Regions from separate parts of the Mus musculus genome. Here region 2 is linked to region 1. Evidence: chromatin contacts called from public HiCAR-type data. All regions are on one chromosome and are shown on one strand. The core of a region is the stretch at or near the end of the contact, and the rest is flanking DNA. Distances in the headings are between cores, read along the strand shown. Region 1 has its middle 12 kb from the start of Gm34930. Region 2 overlaps Gm35048 (a long non-coding RNA gene).

Region 1 (7,139 bases), core at 2,700-5,199:
AACACCCTATGAAGTTTGTCTGGCCTCTGGGCATAGACCATCCAAGATCATTAGCAAAACTAATTTGGACCTGATTAGTCCACATAAACTACCCACCACCAAAGAGCAGGCTGTGTTTGGACTGATTAATAATTGTTACTGAAGCTGGCTGTAATTAGTTATATAATTCTGAGCAGGGTGACTCTAATTCCACTGAGCTGACATCACAAGCCTGAAGCATTAGCAAGGGTTGCTTTCCAAACGCTGGTAGGTATGACCACATGCTCATGTGCTTTCACCCTTGTGTTTGAACTAAGTCCAGGGCCACAGGCTTGCTATCAACTTGACATTGTTTTAACAAGGCTTTTATGGAACCAATGCCACGAGCGTTTCTTTCTTGGCAAACCCAAAGCCTGCTCCAGAACTCCATAGCACCCGCTTCTGGGTGGCGTATTTTATGCTGGCTGCCTTTCCCACCTACCCCAGTGAGGCATGCTGGCAGCAGCTGTCTCTGATACTCGCTATGCCCAGGGCATTGCTTTCCCTCTCAGTTCTTTATTCTCACGGAGCTTCAGTTTCAGAGTACTTCTGCAGCTGCTGCCGATCTGAGGGGAAGCGTGAGACCCTACCTCTCAGAAGTTCATCTCCTGTGGTGGGTCAGAGTCTAGAAGCTCTGCGTCTGTCTGCCTCCATCAGTGATGTACAGGCCACTTCTTGCTAATTCCTCCTAGATCGTACCAGAAAAAAAACCTATCCTGCTCTACTCCCAAGAAAGGTCTTGGAGTGGGGCAATGAGAATGGCCCCCACAGGCTCATGTGTTTGAATATTTGATCCCCAGTTGATGGAACAGTTTGGGAAGGATTAGGAGGTGTGGCCTTGATGGAGGAAGTATGTCACTAGAACAGGTTTTGTTTTAAAAGCTCACAGCACCCCCAGTCTCAGTCTCAGCAGAAACTCATGCTTGTGAACCAAGATGTAAGCTCTCAGCTACCTGCTCCATAGCCATGCCTGCTGTCTGCTTCATGCTCCCTACCATGATGGTCATGGACTCTAGCTCTCTGAAGCTGTACACCAGCCCCCTCGGTCATGATGTCTTATCAAACCAATAGACAAGTAACTACAATGTTGATCATGAGAGAAAATAATCAAAATATATTATATGCATGGATGAAGACACCATAATGAATCCTACTGTTTCATTCAATTAGCATATGCTATTTGAAAGAGAATGGGGAATGGGAAGCCACAGTGGGAAACAGTGAATTAAGATTGTCACTGTTAGGATTCCTGATCCATGGGGTCTGATCACTAAATGCAATATTCATATCTATGTTAGTGTCTCTAAATCAGCCACCTCCCAAGCCATGGTCCTTCATCACTTGCTTCCCAGACTAGCCTCTCACACAGGGACAGCTCCCTTCGAACCATTGCTTTAGCTTGAAAATGGGATCTTATGCAGATAGTTACAGAGTGTTTCTGACTTACTCAACCATTACTGTATTTCCCCCATTTCTGTCCCAACACAGGCAGGGCAGTAGTACCAATCTATGTGCAACGATTGGATTCTTTGAAAGAGTCAGGTAAAAGTGGCCCAAACAAATGAGAGAATGACATTGGTGATTAGCAGTCACCAAGTCTAGTCTTGCAATTAAAAGAGGCAGGGACAGCCCATGGGCTTCCTCCCCTCCATACCTCTGAAATTTCCCCATTGAGTAATTAAAAAAACAAAAACAAAAACAGGGGAGAGATTCTGTGGCTGGGTTACAAAATACTCCTGGTGTCACTACAGAAAATGAGTAACAAAGGTTTCTGTAAGTAGGTCACAGTAGGACATGAACTCTGCTTGACCCCGGAAAGTGGCTGTCTTAGTCAGGGTTTCTATTCCTGCACAAATATCATGACCAAGAAGCAACTTGGGGAGGAAAGGGTTTATTCGGCTTAGACTTCCATGCTGCTGTTCATCACCAAGGAAGTCAGGACTGGAACTCAAGCAGGTCAGGAAGCAGGAGCTGATGCAGAGGCCATGGAGGGATGTTCCTTACTGGCTTGCCTCCCCTGGCTTGCTCAGCCTGCTCTCTTATAGAACCCAAGACTACCAGCCCAGGGATGGCAACACCCACAAGGGGCCTTTCCCCCTTGATCACTAATTGAGAAAATGCCTTTAGAGTTGGATCTCATGGAGGCATTTCCTCAACTGAAGCTCCTTTCTCTGTGATAACTCCAGCTGTGTCAAGTTGGCACAAAACTAGCCAGTACAGTGGCAAAAGACGGCATGTGTCATGAATGAACAATGCAATTTTATTATTCTCCTGTGTTTTAGAAGAGTACTAACCAGGTGATTTTTTTCATGAAGAAGTATCAATGAGAAGAGAGAGCTGTTGAGTGACAGAGTAAAAAACCACAATTGTTGATGCTGATAACTGGGTCTTCAAGATAAACCAGCTCAACGCTTTTATACTCTGCTTTATAGCAATGACGTGGGACTCCTTGGGTAGAGGCAGGGACAATAGGATTGTCCATTTCCCCAGCCTCCACCTTAGCCAGGGCAGCTTCGACGCTTCAGCTTTTGTTTGCACTTAATTCCATCCAATGAAAACATTATTTCTCTAAACAGTTGTAATGGTTTGAGTGAGAAACGTCCCCTATAGGCGCATGTACTTGAACATTATTTGGTCCCTAGTTGGTGGTGATGTTGGTGGGGAGTTGTGGAAAGATACAGCCTTGCTAAAGGAAGTATGTTACTGGGGGGCGGGCTTTGATAGTTCATAACCTCTCCCCACTTCCTGTTTGATCTTCTGTGATCTGCCAGTGGATGGAAACATGAAATCTCTGATCTTCCTGTTCTGACCAGGTGCTGCCAAGCTTTCCATGGTGGACTCTCTGCCTGGAACTATCAATCAATCAATCAATCAATCAACCAATCAATCAATAAAATAAACCCCCTTCCTTTGAATGCCAGTTGCGTGTGTTTGTGCTGTTTTGTCACAGCAACAGAAATATAACACACACAGCACTGCACCCCCACCCCCACCCCACCCCTGTTAAGCTACTACCATCTACCTTTTTTACAGAGGAGGGTCTCCTCAGGGGACCGTCCTAAAGCGCTGACCCTGACCTGGAGCCTATGCCTTTGCTTGGGATCCCCATCAATCATCATGCTGACACTGTAGATTTCTGCTCTATGCACAGCCTCTGCCATATTTCCAGGAGGCTAGATGCTCTTATTATGCACAACTCATAAAAGTATATCATAACATGATGGAATTACGCATTCCAGTCATGGAGCTTTCCTCACAGGAAGGAGTAAGGAATGGGAACATTACATCCTTAGGTATCTCTAGAAAGCGGGGTATAAAGCAAGTAAGGAAAGAGATATAGCACAGCCCCAGAGGTACTGGTTTCTCAGAGGCCTATCAATCATTTCTGCTAGATTTGCCCATGGCATCAAAACCAGAGCATGTCAGTGGCATCTCCCAGCAGCCACGAGGGCTTCAGGAGAGGATGGTCAAACCCCAGGTTTCTCTCTCCTGTTCAGTTGCAGGATTGTCTGCCCAGGCACTGTATCACTGAAGCAAGCTAAGGGGCATCCAGGACAGGCTTATGGGCCAGGCAGTCCAGATCTACCATCTGGGGTTCATTAGCGAGTGATGTTTTAAGCTTCTAGTCACGCAGGGAAAAAGAACGCCGTGCATTGGAAATGTGGAGGTATTCAAATGTCAGCAAGGAGGCCCACCTCTAGGGACCAGGTTCTCTTGAAAGAAATGTTATTGCAGCAACAAATCTGTTTTTCTGCTGATTTCACCCCATTTCCACATTGCCGTCATCTAAGTTCACATTCAAAAGTGACGCAAGGCATGTGGCAATGTTTTTCCATGGGCGGGGCACCTGACTAATCACAAAACTATGTCTCCCTTCTCCTTACTCGGCCTGTGAGGTCAATGGAAGGACCTTTCAGCAAACCAGACTGGCCCAAGAACGTGGTCAAAGTCACACCGCTGAGACGTGACAGAGTGCCCTGTCCTGACTTCCTCCTTCCACAGTCCCTGAGTGTCCAAATGCTTCCAGGACAGACTGAATAATGTTCTCCCCAAATCCACACGCTGTGGGCCTAACCTTCAATTTGCTTGTGGCTCTGCACCTCCCATTTCCCCTGAAAGTTCCTGTAACCCAAATAAGCCCTGTGCCCAGAGTGAGTGAGCATCATAAAGAGATCAGACGTTACACTTCAGGGCATGCATAGAATAGATTGTTAGAGGGGAATTCATGGCGTGTCTTGCGTCTCTTCCCCACAAAAACAATACATTAAGCTCTCCATCCCTGGTCCCTAATGCCTCAGACTATGACCTCATTTAAGAAAATAAATCTTACCAATGTGATTAAAATCACTGAAGTAAGGTGGCCACTAATCCAGTATGATTGGCACTTTTGCAAGACAAGGGCTTTGTGAAAATAGAAACTGATTTCTATAGTCAATTTTCATTTCAATTGCCGCAGGCACCTTCTGCTGCCGGCTTGGACATGATGCACATTGTGACTGGAGGGAAATCCAGGCCAGTTTGAAGCTCTGTGCTTTGGGGGAAGAGATAGTGCCTGAAGCTTAACTTGGCCAAGGATGGATCCAAAATCATCATAGTCTCTTCACTGCACATAGAGACTCAAAAGAGAAGGCTCCCGGTTTCGTAAAAGTTGGGAGCCACGCTGGGGCACAAGCTCAGCCCTTCAGGCTTTGGCTGTTTTCAGCGGGCTATTCCATGGCTCAGTTAGTAGAGGTCACTGTGCCCTTCAACGGCTCCATGTTCCTATTAAGAGTTCATGCATTTCTGGGTGTTTTAAAAGCTTCCCAGATGAGCCACAGAGATGCGTCCTGGAGATGTTGCAGGCACAGCATTTTCATGGGGTTTTATATCATCAGATCCTTCTTCCAACATTTTAAATAAAGCCCTTGGGGAGGATAGGATGCCTGTTGGCTAATTAAACTCAGTAACAAGCCATTTGCCCTCTCTTGGGGCTTAGGAAGCCCCGGCTTTCCTGTGGAGGTCCTCCTTGATGTGCCACATGTCGGAAAAGAAAATTTAAGCACGTCTAATATCATTCTTTATCAGTTCTTAGGCCCCTTGGTGAAGGGAAGCTAAGTTCCCACACATGTTCAAAAAAAAACAAATCGGAATTAGGTCACATACCTGGACCCAAGTGACAGTGCCTAACTCGGGGCCTCAAGTCTCCTTCAGGTCTCTCTCCACTGTCTGACATCGTCTTCAGACACCTTTGATCTAGAGCAGTGCTTCTCTGCCTTCCTAGTGCTGCGACCCTATAATACAATTCCTCACATTGTGCTGACCCCCAATCATAAAATCACTTTGTCGCTGCTTCATAACTGTAATTTTGCTACTGTTAAGAATAGTAATGCAAATCTCTGTGCTTTCCAAAGGTCTCAGGGACCCTTGCGAAAGGGTCATTCAACCCCGAAAAGGGGCCGAGACCTATAGGTGGAGAGCTGCTGCTCTAAAACTTCCTGTCCAAATTTTTGTGAAATTCCTACCAGAGGTATACAGTTAGGGGCCCATGGGTGGGTGGTATTGTCTTGCGAAGCACTACACAAGGTGGGGGGGTTCTAACACTAAAGGACTCACATGGACACCACACACAGGTACACATGAGAATGGAAAGTGTGAGATGGGATTCCCAGCCCAGGACTGAGAACTATGTGCAACTCACAGCCAGGATGGAGACTCATTCTCTGCTTCCTAAATCCAGAGAACTTTATCATCACAAATCCCAGCTGTAGGGAGCCAGGGCAGACTAATGATATTAATGGGATTAATGAAAACTATCTTGTATAATATTTTTCTTGGACTGACCAAAAAAAAAAAAAAGGGGATTCATGTTAAGTTTTTGTCTGTGCTGCCTGGATGTCTGCCAGTGCCAACTCCAGTGGCCTGTGGCAGGGGTTCCTGGGTCTACTCCAACTCAACCAGCTGTGGTCTGAGGGAAGCCACCTCCCCCACCCCTGGATGACAAGTACTTCTCTGTGGAGTTTTCATACACAATCCCTTAGTGTTCTTGGTTTTTTTCCCCCTTTCCATTTATTCAAGCCTAGTTGGCAAAATTGTCACACTTAAGGACAATGCTCCCAGAAGTGTCTTCATTTTTAATGTGGTGCTTCTGACATCACTTGATGATTTTTTTTTTTGAAAAATGACTTTTTGGTTTAAAAGATATCAGTGAACTTGGCCATCTCGCTGAATGTCCAAGGGTTATCAAAATAGAATATGTAGTCTTCCGTGATGTCCTCAGAAGGAAGAAGTAGCCAGCACAGGTGACCAACACAGCAGTCGTTCTTAATAACCAAACATCACGTGAGGTTTCACTTCCTAAAGCAACATCCCGGGCCTGCTGTAGCTCCTGCTGACAAGAATCAATAACACTGCCAGCCGGAGAAGCAGGCCTAATGGTTTCGGCAGGCATCCTTCCACGCTGTGTCAGGAACGCGATGAAAGTCCTCCGTGAGACGCCAAACTACACAAACAAAAGTAATTTGGGCTTCTGGGTTTTGTTCTCGGTGGGGGTTAAAAAAAATCATTCAAAGCAATATTTAATATTTAACTCCTAAAAGCTGCATGCCAGACCCTGGGGGTGCAGGTTGGGATGGGGCAAGCCAGGCCGAGTTGGTCTTGAGTTTTCCTCATTGTCCCCGTAGCTCACAGGACACAGGAAAGATACACTAGGGTATGGGTTTTGTTGCAATGACTGGTACTACTTAGACATCTGTCTATACTTGGATCCACGGCCAACCTTGCTAGCTCACTCTCTGCAGGTAATTAGAGAGGAGCCGCTCTTCCCGGAGGCTGTCGCTTGTGAGTCTTGGCACAATTTATGGTGTTTGGTTTTCATTAAAAGAACCCGCAGATAGTTCTTTCAAAAACCCAGCCTGCCCTCGGGATAGATGTGGTAAGGCTTGGCCACACTAATGGGAGTTTCATGAAAGTTTTCGAATTGATCAGCTGGGCCTGAGTGAAGTCTCTTTGTTACCATGAAGGGCATGTGAATTATTCATTCATTCATTCATTCATTCACTTATTCTTCAACAGTGCCCTAGTCCTACTGTGTTCTGAGCACTGTGTTCTGTGTTCCAGCACAAGGACCAAACACGTAGATATGG
Region 2 (7,139 bases), core at 2,969-5,468, 290 kb before region 1:
ACAGGGAGGATTCAGACCATGGTAGCGACACTGGGAAGAAGCCCAAAGGACCTTCTGGTGTGTTTCTGGCGGCCATCTTTCTCAATCCTTGTTCCTAGAGAATGCTCTCCTGAGTGTTTACTTTGCATGAGGTGGAGCGTTCTTCCAGCTGCTCGGGCTGATAGAAAGGCTTTTACAGACCTTTCTGACGTCCCTTGACTCAATCTTCCCTGTACAAAATAAACCCCGGGGAGCTTATTACACTGAGATTCCTGGGCTCCAATCCAAACCGACCGAATCACAGTCTCCTTTGGTGGTCCCAATGCTCTTGAGTTAGGCACTCCTGAAGCCAACCATGCTTTCTATATGTAGGAGGAGGGGACTGATCTACCTATCACTCACCCACCCTTCCATCCCTTAGTCTATTAAATCTACCCAACCATTATCTTTCAAAAAATTGATTATTATAGTTATATGAGTACACTGTAGGTGCTTTTAGACACACCAGAAGAGCATCAGATCCTATTACAGATGGTTGTGAGCCACCATGTGGCTGCTGGGAATTGAACACAGGACCTTTGGAAGAGCAGTCAGTGCTCTTAACTGCTGAGCCATCTCTCCAGCCCCCTACCCAACCATTATTTATTAATTTACCCATCCACCCATCTATCTACTCTCTCACACATTCATATACCCATTCACTCATTAATCTAGGCTTTCATCATCCAATCATCCATCCATCCATCCATCCATCCATCCATCCATCCACCCACCCATCCATCCACACATCCATTCATCCACACATCTACCCAGTGATCTATCTATCCATTTATCCATCCAGTCATCCATCTATTCATGTATTCCCCTACCAACCTATCCACCCATTCATCCATTCTTCCATTCACCACCTACCCAAATACCTTCTCAATCATCTGTCTACCAATCTATATCTATTTTACCTCCCTATCTTTGCTTTTAGACACTCAAGCAAACAACCATTCATTTAGTCATTCAAATGCACTTTGAATATTACTATGTGTCAGGCTCAGACTAAAAATCAGGGCTTATATAGAGGGTTAAACAGAAGTACCTCCACTGTGAGAAATGTGGCTTGCTGTAAGGGAAGCTATGTGGTGTATTGGGAGTAATGAGTGTTATGGAAGCCGGAAGCAGAGACAGGTGCAGGAAGTGTGAAGAAGCTGCTAGAACTCCAACATCAGCATTTTGGAAAGTTCTGCAGGAAAAGTAACATTTGCCTTGAAGACTCATAAAAGTACAGAAGTGTAGGAAATATTAAAAAATGAACATGCCAACTCTCTACGGGGCTGGACCATACTCCTGTGCTCCTCCTAGCCCTCCAACTCTCCAGCCACGCCAGACCACAGGGCTCCTACCGGGCTCATACCACAGTCAGCCTTCTCAACACCAAATTACCTAGTAGAATTAAGATTTAAAGCTTAATTAACCAACCAGTATATCAATAATATCACAATTTACAAGATGCCCATATAATAATTTCAGAGCCAATTGATAATGATAAAATCTTTATCCCAATTATTCAAACCCCACACAACCAGCATGTCAGCCTCCATTCTTCTCTCCCTCTCCTCTGATACTCTCTCTGTCCCTGCAACTCTTAGCTCCACCTCCCTTTTCCCTGTCCAATCACGGGCCTCCTCTGCCCTAATGTAATTGGACAGGGAAAATCCTGCAACACAGAGGAGCCTGTATGAAGCTACCCTCACGGGAGAAAGTCCCCATTTGAGAACCCAGCAAGGATATGATGGTCCAGTGGTTGTTCTAAAAACAGAAAGCCAGTACAGTCCGGCTGGGGCAGCCAGAGAGAGAAAAGGAGTTCCTGACTAGGGTGGGGCTAAGCACTCTGTTTTCAACTATGGTTGAGATGGGAGGCTTTTGCAAGGATTGAGCCACACAGCCTGTGATCTAACTGGTTTTTACAGGATCACTCTGGCTGTCTGATTAGAGTGACCTTCTAGAAAGGAAGGGAGATGGATTGAGAAATCCCAGCTAGGAGGTAACTATAGCACTCCAGATGAAAGTCACTCCCAGGGCTGCCCCTGGAAAGGTTTTCTTACTCAGTCCTAGAGGGGGCCAGTGCACAGTCATGGCTGGAGCAAGGTGGCATCCTGGGCCTGCTGGGTGAGGGTATAAGAAGTGGGTTAGTTGGACGGTAGTGGGATTCTGGACCTTCCTTGAAGGTAGCACAGACTCACTGAAAAAGTCCCTTTCACACTGCAAGTTGGGGTCTCTTTCCTTGTTTTCCCCACACAATGACCTTCATTAGAGTTAGTACAGGCAGAACTTTTGCTTAGATTCCCAGGAACCAGAGAAGAGAACAAAACATTTCCCTAGTCTCAAAGCAAGTCCCCACTTCCCCAGAAAATGAACCCAGTATAAGGAGACAAGATGCCTATTAATAGCACATCATATTTATGCAATGACATGGTAGAGAATTTTTTTTTAGTGTTTTCTGAAAGGAAAACCACTTTGTCTTTGATGGATTTTCTGTTTTGCAGACATAATTAATCATCTTCTAGGAAATCAATTTCTCTAAGAGCAAAAATAATCTATGTTTTACCAACTGCAAATACCACTTCTATTTAAGATACGCTCTTCCTCCCTCGATTGTGCTTCTTGGCGCCAGCAGCAAGCACGCTGTCCGCATACTTGGCTAGCAGTGATCCACTGGGAAGTGTAGGGCTCTCAAAGAGTGGTGTAGACTTGAGATGCTTCTGCTTCGTGTAGAGGACTCTCCTGTCACAGAGGGGGCAAGTAAGTGGCAATATACACAGGGACAAGTGTCCTCTTAGCCTCTGACCAATAAACATTTCCTGAACGGCAATGTGGACACATCTGCAAGCAGTCTTCATTCACAGGCAGATGTGAATGTGGTAGCTCTGCCTGTGACCATTGAGTCTCCCTGTGTAATCATTCCAGGAGAGGGGCTGGGAGTCCAGGGAGTAGGGTAGAGAGGCCATCTCCATCTCCTGTTCTACAGCCTTGTTCTTGGAAGGTTTTGTAGTTGAAAAATGCACCTTCCTGTAATTTCTCCTGTGAGTTGCAGGTCTGTTTTCTGAGATTTAAACTAATGTTTTCCAAAGATGAAGATGCACCTCAAACTACTCCTGAGAATCTGCTTTTCTCTGCGTACAAGTGCATGTGTGCATGTGTGTATGTATGTCTCTGTGTGTGTGCATATGTGTGTGTGAGTATATGCCTGTGCATGTGTGTGCATAGATTCTTGTGTGTGTTATCCATAGGAGTACCTCTGGTGTCATTCCTTGGATATCATTCACCTTTCTTTCTTTCTTTCTTTCTTTTTTTTTTTTTTTTTGAGACAGGGTCTCTCGTTGAGCTAGGAGTCGGCTAAGCTGGTTGGTGGGTCTAAGGGATCCATCTGCCTCTGCATCCAAGTATCGATATAAGCACAGGCTAGGGCTTTTTTTTTTTCTTTGTATGTGAGTTTGTGAGTTCTGAGGTTTACACTCATGTCCTTGTGCTTGCAAGGCAGGCACTTTACAGAGTGATCCATTTTCCCAGGACATTCATGATTTGGAGTTCAGGTTTTTGTTTCGGGACCTCCATCCTTGTGAAGCCATTCATGTGTGTTTGCGGTGTCTGCCCTGGGTTTGTGGCTGGCACGTAGGTGAGGCATGTTTGAGTTTTGCCTCATTCCTGCCATGGCCTTTCATATCTCGGGTCATGCTTGGAGAAGCCCTGCCCTTTGCAGACGCCCCAGGAGCTAGCACTTTGTCACTTAGCTTACCTCCCCCTCACTGCCTGCCCCCCATTCCTCCCCAGATCTGCAGACTCTCCTAGAAGACAAAACCCAGAGTCCTGAATTCAGCCTGGCTCTGGAAGAAATCTCAGGAGAGAGTGACTTGATTTTAAAAGTTTAGCTATCGTTGTCATTTTTTTTTTTTTTTTTTTTTTTGGCCAGGCCTGATCTTTTTACAAATGTGCTTTTAATTAAGCATCACTTCGCTTATCATTTCTGTTTCCAGTCTCTGAGCCAAGTCTCCCCCTCAATCTCCTTCAGCTTCTTGCATTATTAGCACATGGCTGCTGGAGCTTTGGGGGCACCATGGCGATCGCCTTCCTCTGTGCACCATGGCTGCTTCTCCAAAGATCAGGTTCTGAGGAGGAGAGAGTACGTGGTCACCCTGGGTCATGAGTACAGTCTTGCTGCCCTGCACATAGTTTTGAGATGATGAAGGTCTGGAAGGCTCCATCCTGAATGGAGTTCAGAATGATGCCTCCTGGGTGCGGAGTGTTCCACACAGAGAGAGGGTCATGCTCTCCGTTCCAAAGGACACAGCTGGGGATAGTTTGGGTCATGGAGAAGAGCTACTGTCCCAGAGCGAGAGTGGAGAACAGATGTCTCATCTCTAGAATTAAAAAGAAACAAACACCCATGGAAACCCAGAGGGAGGTGACGGGCAGTTCGGTTGTGTAACATACCACCTGATTGTACGAAAAGTCCTTTCAAAACTGAAAAGAATGGTGTCGGGTGTGTCTTCACTGCTTTAAGCTGGGTGACATTTCTCTATTGAAAGAAAAGCCCAAGCATATTTTTAAGGAGAGCCAGTTTAAACACACCTGCTTAATAAAATGCCCAAGTGCCCTTTCTAAGCCTTCCTTGGGTGAGGCCTGAGCCTGGCTTTTCTGCAGATGGAAGTATTGAACCTTATGGTGGATTATAAAGACCCTTACCCCTTTGGATGGCTATTGACACCCTGACCACAATCCCATGAGTAAGAGACACAGGCAGGGTTTGGCAATCCAGCTTGAACAAGCCTGTCACTCACCACTGTTACCTCTAGCATGGGGGTTTACAAAAGTTCAGTTATAAGGCATCTCAGAGAGTAAAATGGAGGTTGTCGTGTTATGGGACAACTGAGTCATACCCTTGAGCCTGTAGGCAGCTCAGTGGTTTAGAACACACTTTGGCAGGTGGACACCAAAGACACATTTCCTTGCAGAAGGGTTGGCTCCTATATTTCTTCATTCATTTATTTATATGTATGTTTGTGTATATATGTTTGGATGGGAAGGATATGTGCACACATATGTACGTGGAAGTCAGAATTCATCCTTGAGTGTTGTTTCTTGGGAGCTGGATATATTGGTTTTGTTGGTTTGTTGGGGTGTGTGTGTGCCTGTGTGAGTGTGTGTGTATGTATGTGTACGTGTGTGTGTGTGTGTGTGTGTGTGTGTGTGTGTGTGTCTATAGGCCAGAGGTCAACAAACCCCAGAAATTCCCCTGTCTTTATCTCCAAGAGCACATGTAACCACAATCAACATTTTTTTTCAAGCTCAGGTCCTCAAGCTTGCCCAACCAGCACTTTTAACCATGGCACCATCTGTCAGCCACACCCTACCTTGGATTTTGAACCGGAGCTTCTCACTGGGACTCCTGCTCGCTTCAACAACGAAGCTAAGCTGGCTGGCCACAGAGTCCTAGGGAGCCTCCTACCTGTGCCTCCCTCCTGCTGGGATTACAAGTAACTGCCTCCTCGCCCAGCTTTTCCCATGGATGGTTCAGAGGAAAGCAGGTCCTCACAATTATCCTGGAAGCACTATCCCAACTGAGGCATCACCCCAGCTCCTCCTGTGAGTTACATGTGATGAAGCTTTAAGCATCCAGCTACTGCCCAGGGTCATAGAACACCAGTTTCTGGCTGGGGAACTCAGGCTTCTTATGTGGAAGAGCCTTGGGGCCACTCAAGGCCCAGAGCAATTGAGCACCGAAGCAGGTTTGGCCTCCTTACAGCCCAGAGTCTGCTTCTGTATTCCCAGGATCCTTGGGACCCTTTAGGATGAGATGCTTTTGACACAGGCGTTTGGAAAAGTGTATCATTTCTGTGTCTGGGGCGGAGACAGCAGGGGAATGCCAGGCTGCTGGCCACTCGGTGTCCATTGAGTGACCTAGCCTCTCAGCTCTGCAGCCTCAGCAGTATGGAGATGAGAGCACTTCTTACTTGTCAGTCTTCTTGGGACCCATCACTGTGGATGGCCCCTGCTCTGTCCTGACCCGGCACTGCCACTTGTGCATGGGGTCTCCCGCCCAGCCTACTGAGGTATTCTTAAACTTCATTCCAGAGAGAGAGAGTTGCAGCAGGACACTGCTTCCCCCACTAGGACAGGATCAGAGACCCAGCAAAACTTTTCCACGGGAGTGGCAAGCTTACCGGGGTGGAGGTGGGGAATTCTCACTTCTCACCTTCCTCGAACTACAGAAAGTCATCTTTTCTCTCATCAGCCTCCACTCCTGCTTTCCGTAGGGACCATGATGGAAATAAACAGCGAGGGTGTGTTGTCTAGCTTTGGTTGTCTTGTCTCTAAGATGGAGGAGTGTTCTTTGCAGCTGCTCCTGTGGCTTCTTTCATCCTAGTGGTCAGGTAGCCTGTGCACAGAGAAAGCCAGTTAAGCCTCTCACTCCCCTCCCCAGGAGATGAAGTTTACACCATACCAGGCCAGGCCTACAGCATTCGGAACCCAGGACCCCTACTCTCATCCCTCAGTATTGACAGACTTTGTATTCAAGAGCCTGGACGGATACATTACCAGTGGATAGATGTGGTAAGTGAATGGAGGGCTAACTGGGATGTTGTTAAGTGCTGGTGGAAGGAGGTAGAACGGGGATTCGTGAAAGTGCTAAATTAATGCCATATGGGTGAGGATTAACAGAGAGCAAGGGGTGTGTGGGCCTGCCCTGCTCCTGACAAGTCAATGCTGTAACATTTAGGAGAAAGGCCCACTGTGTCGTAAAATGCCTTAAATTCAGACTGAAGAAGCATTTCTTCACAAGAAAGACTTGGAAGAAGTCTTGGAAAGAGATAGAGAGAGAAGAGGGAGGGAGGGAGGGAAGGAGGGAGGGAGGGAGGTGAGGAGGGGGAAAGGAGAGAGAGAGAACATAAAGGTGTGTGCAGAGCAAGCAGTGGCCTGCCTGGAACTCCCACCCCCAGCCCCCACCCCCAGTGTGAGATGGGCTTTCTGCCTGAGGGCTGGGGTGGGGGTGGGGGGGTGGAGATTACACAAAGGCCAAGCCTGAACCACTCTAAACACAAAGCCCAGAGCAGTGCTAAACCAGCAGATGCTGACAGAGGAGGCCTAAGGGGTGTGGCCCAGGTGTCCAT

What was found. HiCAR-type assays count read pairs that join an accessible place to other places.
Region 2: a HiCAR-type map of fibro-adipogenic progenitors shows a contact between it and region 1, with 4 times the contacts expected there. The contact joins two enhancer-like sites. A contact is called at or near these places in 2 of 484 Hi-C or Micro-C datasets (nephron progenitors and uterus) and 7 of 115 datasets of contacts at active chromatin or transcription factors (embryonic basal ganglia, embryonic stem cells, extraembryonic endoderm stem cells and 3 more).

Annotation. Positions count from the first base shown.
Region 1 is chr1:90,231,496-90,238,634 of GRCm38.p6, reverse strand. No RefSeq gene overlaps it. Among named protein-coding and RNA genes, the nearest start is that of Gm34930, 12 kb to the left of the region's middle. Within about 2 kb of position 3,949, at least 70 of the 459 cell types and tissues checked have an H3K27ac peak or open chromatin away from gene starts, as enhancers often do. A contact at or near this core is called in fibro-adipogenic progenitors, where this site is marked.
Region 2 is chr1:90,519,615-90,526,753 of GRCm38.p6, reverse strand. It overlaps Gm35048 (a long non-coding RNA gene), which reads right to left. Exons shown (of 3, transcript XR_878394.1): 3 at 6,340-6,406. Among named protein-coding and RNA genes, the nearest start is that of Gm35048, 16 kb to the right of the region's middle. Within about 2 kb of position 4,218, at least 15 of the 459 cell types and tissues checked have an H3K27ac peak or open chromatin away from gene starts, as enhancers often do. A contact at or near this core is called in fibro-adipogenic progenitors, where this site is marked.